Regions from separate parts of the Mus musculus genome. Here region 2 is linked to region 1. Evidence: chromatin contacts called from public Hi-C data. All regions are on one chromosome and are shown on one strand. Each heading gives the region's core, a stretch centred on a gene start, on an enhancer-like site or on the middle of the called end of the contact. The rest is flanking DNA. Distances are from core to core; before and after follow the strand shown. Region 1 holds the start of Pon1 (paraoxonase 1). Region 2 holds the start of Pon3 (paraoxonase 3).

Evidence for each region. Hi-C and Micro-C count contacts between places; a contact is called where the count stands out from the background.
Region 2: a contact with region 1 is called in a Hi-C map of liver, with 3 times the contacts expected there. The contact joins the promoter of Pon3 here to the promoter of Pon1 in region 1. A contact is called at or near these places in 2 of 39 promoter capture datasets (liver and macrophages), 7 of 484 Hi-C or Micro-C datasets (embryonic stem cells, liver and nephron progenitors), 3 of 115 datasets of contacts at active chromatin or transcription factors (bone marrow-derived macrophages, hepatocytes and liver) and 1 of 9 other capture datasets (pancreatic islet).

What each region holds. Positions count from the first base shown.
Region 1 is chr6:5,191,600-5,196,103 of GRCm38.p6, reverse strand. Pon1 (paraoxonase 1) reads left to right here and starts at 2,158. Exons shown (of 9, transcript NM_011134.3): 1 at 2,158-2,428. The coding sequence starts at 2,355.
Region 2 is chr6:5,254,327-5,259,187 of GRCm38.p6, reverse strand. Pon3 (paraoxonase 3) reads left to right here and starts at 2,955. Exons shown (of 9, transcript NM_173006.2): 1 at 2,955-3,035; 2 at 4,602-4,672. The coding sequence starts at 2,962.

The DNA.
Region 1 (4,504 bases), core at 909-3,408:
CCCACACTACCCACAGCATCCACTCCACCCACAGAACCCACTGCATCCAAAGCAAACCCAGCATCCACAGCACCCACAGCAACCACTCCACCCATAGCACCCACTCCACCCACAGCATCCACACCACCCACAGAACCCACCGCATCCAAAGCAAACCCAGCATCCACAGCACCCACAGCACCCACAGCAACCACTCCACCCATAGCACCCACTCCACCCATAGCACCCACTCCACCCACAGCATCCACTCCACCCACAGAACCCACAGCATCCAAAGCAAACCCAGCATCCACAGCACCCACACCACCCACTCCACCCATAGCACCCACTACACCCACAGCATCCACTACACCCACAGCATCCACAGCACCCACAGCACCCACTCCACCCATAGCACCCACTACACCCACAGCATCCACTACACCCACAACAACCACACCACTGACAGCAGCCACACAACCCACATTGACCACGGCATCCACACCACCCACAGCATCCACAGCAAGCACCACACACACAGCACACACACCACACACAACATACACAGCATCCCCACAGCACCCACAGCTCCCACAGCTCCCACAGCTCCCACAGCACCCACACATCAGACTCACCCTCTTCTCTTTAATCATGCCCATCTCACAATCATACTGGACACAGATGGCCACTTCCTTTAAAATTCTGTCCCCTCCGGGAGGCTGTGGCCCTCTTTTCTTAAGTAGATTTTTCTGCTCCAAGTGTTGGCTCCCACAGGACCTTACCTCATGCAGCTGGTTCCTGGTCTGTCCTAGAAGGTCCAAAAGGCTTCATTTGCACCTTCATTCACATAATATGGCAAGTGGACATGGCAAGAAGGCAAACAATTACTGCCCATCTTCCCTAAGGTCGCTCCCTTTCCTGTGGACCCTCCTGAAGGGTGGTGCCCTTTGTTACACAGAAGCTCAAGTTTAAGGCTCAGTGTTCCCAAGGGAGCAGAAACATAGGGCAGTACTTAGGTTATGAAATCAACCGCTTTACCTGAGAACTAAAGCACACTGGCACCTGACAAATATTCTAGAAAGTGGAAAGAGGAGAACATTGCAAAGGAGGGAAAGTGCAATTGGGACCAAATGACTTGAAAGGAAAGGAGATGCAGAGCAAAGGGAGGGACTGGGGTTAGATGAAGCAAGCAGTACCCAGATGAGGCTGGAAGAGCGCTGAAGGCCCTGGGTGCACCCCTCCTTCCACTGGGCCTCTCCTACTACTCTGAACTAGCCCGGAAATCACTCCCAACTTCTCCTGCGTTATTTGTCTCTGTGACCCATGTTTAGTACACAAATCGCTATTCACAGCATTACAAGTATCATCTTTATGTTTCTTTAAATAACCTCCTCCTCCTCCTCCTTCTCTCTCTCTCTCTCTCTCTCTCTCTCTCTCTCTCTCTCGTGTGTGTGTGTGTTTGTGTGTGTGTGTGTGTGTGTGTGTGTGTGTGTGTGTGTGTGTGTACACTCATGTGCGCGCAAGCATCTTTACACGCACATGAGAAAGTCAGAGGACAAGCAGCGGAAGTCAAGCCTCCTTCCACCACACAAGTCTTAGTCACGGAGTTCAGGTTGGTAGGCTTGGCAGCAAGTCCCCGTGCATTCTGCGCAGCCGCACTGGCCTCCACAGAGATGATTTCTTTGACTCCCCTCACTTGATGTAAGCTCCATAGAGACTTGTCATGCCTCTTAGCATCTTGAACAGTGCCTGGTACATAGCTGGCACTCAATAAACCTCAGTCACATAAGAGAGATGCTGAATGGTGGAATATTATGTCTTGGGGAGCTGGAACTTAGAAGCGGCACTGGGAGAAGGAGATATTCTGAAATGGTGGTGTTGTGAGGCTGCGGTTGTGTGGGCCTCCTGGTGAGGACGGCCTGCACCTTAGGGCTTCCGACCTAGGCACTCTTTTCTGTGCTCGTAATTGGCTGTTATCATGGTGAACCCCTCTGAGCCACAAGGATTAGAACTGCTTTGTTTGTTTATTTACTTATTTCCTGGCACAAAGCAAAGGGCTCACCCTCCTGGCACATTTTTTCCCAGGGCTCTCTGTTTCCTCCTGCTTGCTTAATCCCCTCCAGACCAGTTTATGTCTGCCTTTTCTCGCCTTATAATTGGGGGATGGGTTGGGTAGATGAGGGAAATGAAGCACCTAGCCAGCAGAGTGCCTCTGGAGGACTCTGGCTAAATTGGAGCTGTGGCACTTGGGGGCGGGCCTCAGACAGGCTCTGGCCGGCCAATCCAGAGTTGTCAAAGCCACTGGGCTGCAGGTCTCAGGACTGACCAGTGTTGCTGCACTTGTCCATCCTCAGCCTGTCCATCTGTCTCAGGCCATGGCGAAGCTGCTAGCACTCACCCTCGTGGGACTGGTGTTGGCACTTTACAAGAACCATCGGTCTTCCTATCAGTAAGTTGTGTTGGGGTGGTTGGGGTGAGGGCTGCAGCCACGTGGTTCCTACCCCTGCCAGGTCCAGGAGCTCCTCCACACCCCTCCTGGTTCTTTAAATCTATAGGCACTGGGTAGGATGCACATCTCAGAGTGCCTCATAGATGTTGTCAGTCTTCCCTGTGCTTGTTAAAAACCTGCCCTGTGTCTGAGAGCTAGAGAGGGTCAGGGTACACAAATGATATTTCTGCAAGGTCTGTGTGCCTAGCTACAGTCACTTTTTAACCTGGCTTTAAAAAATAAATTCCAAATGCCAGACTGGTGTGTGTGTATGTGTGTGTGTGTCTGTGTGTCTGTGTGTGTGTGTGTGTCTGTGTGTCTGTGTGTCTGTGTGTGTCTGTGTGTCTGTGTGTCTGTATGTCTGTGTGTGTGTCTGTCTGTCTGTGTATGTGTGTTTGTGTGTGTGTGTGTCTGTGTGTGTGTGTATTGGGGGATGGAGTTAGTTTGCTAGTCAATACATTAGTGAAAAAGATGTAGTACTAGATGTAGTAAACCTTCCTGGCTTGGAGAATCTCAATCTGAGATTCCACTAAGGAAATAGACAGAAAGACTGCTTATAACTGGCCCACCGGGAGCAACTGATCCCTGGGGTAGCCTACATGCTCCAGAGGGTGCTGGGCTGAGGTAAGGGGCATCGTGAACTCCACTGCTTGTCTGGCTTTGCTTTGATCAAGCTATCTTGGGCACAACACTGCATCTCTAACCACTGAATGCTCCAATAAACCAGCCATGGTACCATACACAGAAAACTACTAACAAGAAGCCTGGAATGCAGTAGCTATTCAGTGGTATTATTTCCTGCTTCCCTTGAAAGAATTTAGGAACCCACCAGAGTGTTAATGGGCAGGAGGCTAGAGATATATAAGAAGTTTTATGATAACCCTTTATGAGGGTCCAAAGTCTACACACCATCCTCCTGAAAAAGTTTTAGTCAATACTATTGTGTTATTTACTCTGAAGTAAAAAATTAATGAACATGGACTATTTGGAAACAAACAATTATATAATCTTATGGACTAATTTGAATCCTCCACAGAGTTGGGTTGTATAAATTATTATTTCTTAAATCATAAAATATTAGAAAAGTATTTGAGCTTGAAAAAGTGTGTGTGTGTGTGTGTGTGTGTGTGTGTGTGTGTACAGCTGCACCTGCTCATGTGAGCACCTGAGGAGATCTGAGGAGATTATGTATTGGTCTTGGGAATCTTCCTCCATCACTATCTTCCTCATTTTTGAGGCAAGGTCTCTCACTGAGCCTGGGGCTCCCTGACTGCCTTGATATGACTGGTTGAGGAGCCTTGAAATCCACCTGTCTCTGCTTTGCAATGCTGGAATTACAGGCGTACACTGCTGCGCCCTGCTTTTATATGGGTCCCAGTGGTGAGAATACCACAGAGATGAGATACCACAGAGCCATCTCTATAGCCGGATTTGGGTTTTTACCTTGTCAAACTTTGGGCTTTTAAATATGTAAAAATTAGTTAAATTATAAATTGTGAATGTGTGCAGAATCCCAGGAAATTCCAAGCAGGAGAAGGAAGGGAAACAACATCAACTTTCTAGAAACCCCAAAGGCTCAACACACAAGAGGATCTAAGGGCCTGAGGGATACCCAAAACCTCTCTGGATATACTAAGTCTTAGGCCCCCCTTTACATGGTTGAGTCAGACCAGCATTACTGAGGAAATTTCCTCACCCCAGGATACTTGTATGCTCTTCTGGAGAGGGTACTCACCCCCCCTTCCATGTTGGTCCCAGAGCCAGAAAGCCTGGGGGATGAATAATGACCTACCCCTATTTTGGAGAAAAGGCACATGAGACTCTGGAAGGTCATGAACCTGCCCAGGAAAGAAAAACAGACATGACTTTGATGTATCTGGGCATCAAGGAAAGCTCTCCCTCAGAATAGATATAGCCTTCTATTCTGCAGGATTCGACTGCTTGCAAGCAGGGGTTTGGCCTATACATCAGGAGTTGAAGGCAAGTCACAGAATCTGTGCAGTCCCATCCTGTGCCTTGGAGAATTTCATGATGTGG
Region 2 (4,861 bases), core at 1,706-4,205, 62 kb before region 1:
GTTTGGGACAAGTTGCACCAAGCACCATTGGGACTTGAGGTTTGCAGAGGAACAGGGGGTTTTACCAAAAGGGGTTTTGCCAGTCTGGAAGTTAGTGAGAAATTGCATAGAAGATAAAGATGTGGCACAGAACTCCAGAGAGGTAATGAGGCACTGAATCAGGTGAGAGAGGAGCGCTCTCAATTGGTTTGAGAGAGAGGGTCTGTTTGTGTGTTTCCCCAGGATAACCAACAACAGCTGTGGGTCCCAGAACGACTGACCAGAGCAATTCAAAACAAGCGGAGCTATGAGGACGTGGATGTTCCTGTGGCTGGGAATGCTCCCACTAGTGAGAACTGAAGAGCTACATTGGGGAATTAGTCTGTGTTCCTGAGGCCCATGCCATTGACGCATTCAAGTGTTTCCTCAGTTCTTTACATCTAATGCTTCACTACAATTGCCTTTTTTCTATGCTGCTTCAGCTAAAGGGATTGTTGTGTTTTCAGATGATTCAAATTGTGTTCAGCTGTATCTACTAAAGCTAATGCTACCTGGATTCGAGGGGTGTGGCCTGCCAGTATATCCAAGGGCATTGGCACTATACCCTCCCAACCTAGATGGGCCCCCTTCCTTTTTGTAGGAGTGTTCCTGATTCCCTTCCACCTTGGGCAGTGCCCCTTTTATGTATGGTTGTTATGTGGGGTGAATGGTAGTTGCACTGATCTTTCCCCCTTACTCCAGGTGACAGGAGGGGCCTGAGATAATGCAAATTTTATTGGAATGGTTCTAATGTGTTTGAAACTTCTGTATTTCAATTTGCTGGAGGAAGGAATGTTTCTTTTCAGGCTACACCTGTTTGTATGTGGCCTCCTTTTGTGTTTATTGTTTATAAGATCCCTTGCCTCAGGGCTGATGGGAGCCCTGGGATGTATGCTTGTAATAGTGTGTGTGTGTTGTGTGTTTGGTGTATGTGTTGGGTGCAGCGTGTGCAGGCCCGCACTTTCGCCATGGTAGTGCAGGCTTTTGCCGCAGTGGAGGCGGGACAATCTCCTCAGATTCGGTTTGCCGCTCTAAAGAAATAATGCTGCGTTATGCCATGGGTTGCGAGGCTAAGCACTGCACAGAGGATAGCTTGCTGTTGGCTTCCTGTGGAAGGCATGTCTGATTGCATGAAGGTTCAGTGTCCTAGTTCCCTTCCCCCAGGAAAAACGACACAGGAGCTGGCCAAGACCTCTCTGGGTGATGAGCCCAAGGGATGGTTTTGTGTAGGGCCCCTATGCTTGCACACTGGGGATCAGACCTCTACCTTCACCCAAGAGGCTTGCTTGCAGCAATCAAAATCGGGCCATAGATTAATCAGCATCCTGGCCTTCTGATGCACCTGCTGCATGCAAACAGGACAATCTCCCCAAGTGTGACTTGGCATGATAGAGAAGTAGTCAGTGACGGATAAGACTCCCTGGGCATGTCACCAACCTAAGACAGGGATCAAACCAATGCTGTTTGTCTCCCAAGGACGGGTAAGGGGCATTGCTGCAGGGGGCAATCTAAGACAGACATTCTCTCTGCCAAACAAGAAAAAAGGGGGAAATGTGAGGAGTGGGTGTGGCAGCAGTCCCAAGAAGGCGCCAGGGACTGCAGCTAAGTCTTATGTCTTGCACCTGACTTCCTCATACATCTGAAAATAAGCCACAACCATCATGAGAGCTGCGCAGGTGCACCAGGATACTGGCGAATCCATTTTGGTGGAGACATGCCCCTGCTGCCCTGATTAGCTGAAGCTGCGTGCCTGGTGAGGTGACGTGGCCTGCTGTGAGTGGATGAGGGCTGAGAGTATATAAGAGTGAGAGGCCTGGGTCAGAGAAGGAAAAAAGATGAGAGAGAAAGTTGAAGTGAGAGAGATGAAGACGGAAGTTTGCTGAATAAACTGTTGTTAGAAGGACTGGTGGTCGTGTTGTTCTTGCTGGTCAAGAGCGGACGCTACACCTTAGTCCTATAAAATCTACCTATTTCAAAAAAAAGCTCTCTTTTTAAACTGAATTCTGCTGCTGCTACCTCCTATTAGTAACTAAAAAGAGATGATCCTTGAAGGTGCGATGTTCCCTAAACTCAAGTGTCTGGCCATCTTCAGTCTCTCCAACAGTATTGTTTATCTGAAAGGAAAGTTTGCTCTTCATTGGAAAGACCTGAAATTCACAGAAGAGTAAGACTCTCCCATAAAAACGATATATTGTTGTTGATGTTATTATCATTATTATTATTAATATTATTACATTCTGCTCATCTTCCAGATTGCCAGACAGATGGACTTGTCTACCACCATGAAGGCACCAGGAAGTTCTGAGCCAAAGTTCAGAGCTCTGGTTCCTCGAGAAGGATGAGCCAAAGGGCTCGTCTTTCAGGATTTTCTTCTTCAGGGTGTATATGGAGCAATTTCTCCTCTTACATGCAGCCTGCCAGAACTCTGAAGCTTTAGTCTATGAACTCTGGCTTCCCAGGCAGCTCTCTCACATCACTCCACTGGAGAAGCTGAGGTTAATTGAGTTCTGTGACTTTAAGAAACAAATTTTCCACACCGTGAGGATTCCAGCTTGTGAGTTCAAACCTGAATGGTCCAGAGTTTAGCTGACCTTAGCCTAGGCAGAAATATGTTCTTGGACCGCTTGCCTGGAGAGCCAGCCTTAGAATCTGCACATTAAAGTGGCCTTGAACCATCGCTAATAAAGGTGGACTTGAATCAGAAGAACAAAAATCCCCTTGAAACTCAAGTAGACAAGTGGCTTTGAGCCCTCCATGTGGAGGTGGCTTTGAGCCTTGGCGCAGGAGAGAGCAAAACTCCCAAGACTGCTAGAAAGGATCAGCACAACTGCCAGGAGGTGCAGGCAGGCGGGGCACAAGGGACTGATCAGTGGGCGGGACCCTGAGTCCGCGCCCCAGAGCGGCACCAGTCTTCCTGCTTTTTGCCTAAGGCACCCAGACACCATGGGGAAGCTTGTGGCGCTGACCTTGCTGGGAGCCTGTCTGGCCTTAATAGGGGAAAGGCTGCTGAATTTTAGGTGAGTGGGCATCTCCATGGAGATGGCTTCAGCTCTTTCCTTTCTAGTCCACATCAGGGAACTCCTGCTTCCAACTTCCTAGCGTTTCCTTCCGGAAAGGAGCAGTTTTGGAACCTCAGTTCTTAGTGACCTTCTCCTTGAGACTCGTTCACTAGCAAAGGGGACAGCTGCGTGCCTTTCTAGGCTGCCAGGGTAGGAAAGCCCACGTTTGATTTCTGAAGGTTGGGTACCTTTTCCAGGTCTTCTGCTACATTGCCTTTGTGAAAGACCAAGTCATTTGGAAGTGTTGGACTTGGGGGAGGGGATCAGACTAGCAGCTGGGTGTTTATAGCTGACTCAGACACTGAAAGTGCGGGCCGTTCCAGAACCCATGCCACATTGGAAGATGAGCCAGGAAACAGGGAAGAGAGCTGAACCCCGCGGACAGGAACTGACTTGAAGGGTAGTTGACTTTTTGAAGTAGAAGATCCGGCAGGGAAACCCTCCCGGAATTACTGTCTCAAGCAAACTCAGTTTGATCTGAAAGATTTTTTTTTTTAAAGGTGGGTTCTTCTCCTCCCTCCCCTTATTGCTACTTGGGGCTAAGGCCTCTGCTTGTCATCTAGTTGTTTTTATTCTTTCTCTGAGGAGTGACTAGTCTCAGAGGTTCGCTGCTGCAATCTGTTCAGACACTGATGTCTGTTGGCAACGCTTTCTAGTCCAGCTTGAGAGGGCTCGTTGTCCCGCCTGCTCCCCAAACAACAAATGGCAGAATCTTCAAATAGTAAATTTAAGAGTGGTACAGCTAGGAAGACTAACACTTGCCTCCCCACCCTCACCCCCAAGTGTTAAAACCATACCTCTAAAGGATAATTTTTATAAATGATCAAAAGATAAATCTACCTTCAGTCTTCTTGAATACAGTTCAATTAATATTTTAATTTCTACCTAGTATTTAGAAGTCTATTTCAGTGCAAGGTAAGAGCGCTGTGCTGAAAAGCACTTTGGCTAACTAATGCCTTTAGTAGTGTCAGGTCCATAAGGTACCTTTGCTAAGATAAGTCAGCATAAGCTTAGTTGAAATGAGGAAGTTAGAGCTAAAGTTATCAGTTCAGCTCCTTGGAGACCTCAGAGAAATTTGGAATTTTTTTCTCCCTACTGGAGGAAGGAGGTCCAAAGAAAACAAGAAAATATGAAATGGGTAAGTACAGATTCATATTAGGTAATAGTTAAGAATATGATGTAATGCTGTTTGTTTGTTTTTTGTAATGCTGTTTTGTTCCTTTAAATGAAGAATAGTGTTCGGTTCTGCCTAGCATTAAGTGGGGTCTTATATTTCGTATAGAATTCTACTTTATTCTTTCAGCAATAACTGTGAAGTTAGCTTCTGTAGGCACAGTGGTTACGTGAGACATATTATGTAACTATAAACCAGAGGCGTTGTTACGGCCTCCATGAAAGGCAGTGCCATAATTGTCACATCAGGAAAGTGACTGAAAGACCTCCCTGCCTGTTCCAGGTGTCTACTTGGGATGAGTGCTTTGACCTCCATGTTGCTTTCTTCCTGTTGATTTTTATCTTCTACAGAGAACGAGTTAGTACAACTCGAGAAATAAAGGCCACAGAACCACAAAACTGCCACCTGATTGAGGGCCTCGGTAAGTACAGGGCAGGACCAAGAAGAGGGAGCAGAATTTCTTGGTCATCATTTCCCTGAGTCTACTAAATTATTTTATTCTCTATTACTTCTTGGTGTGGCTTCCGCACAAACAGGATTCTTTTTCAGAATACCCCGATGTATAGTCTCAACAGAGCATCCACAGACCAGCGTCTAGATGGCTTTTCTC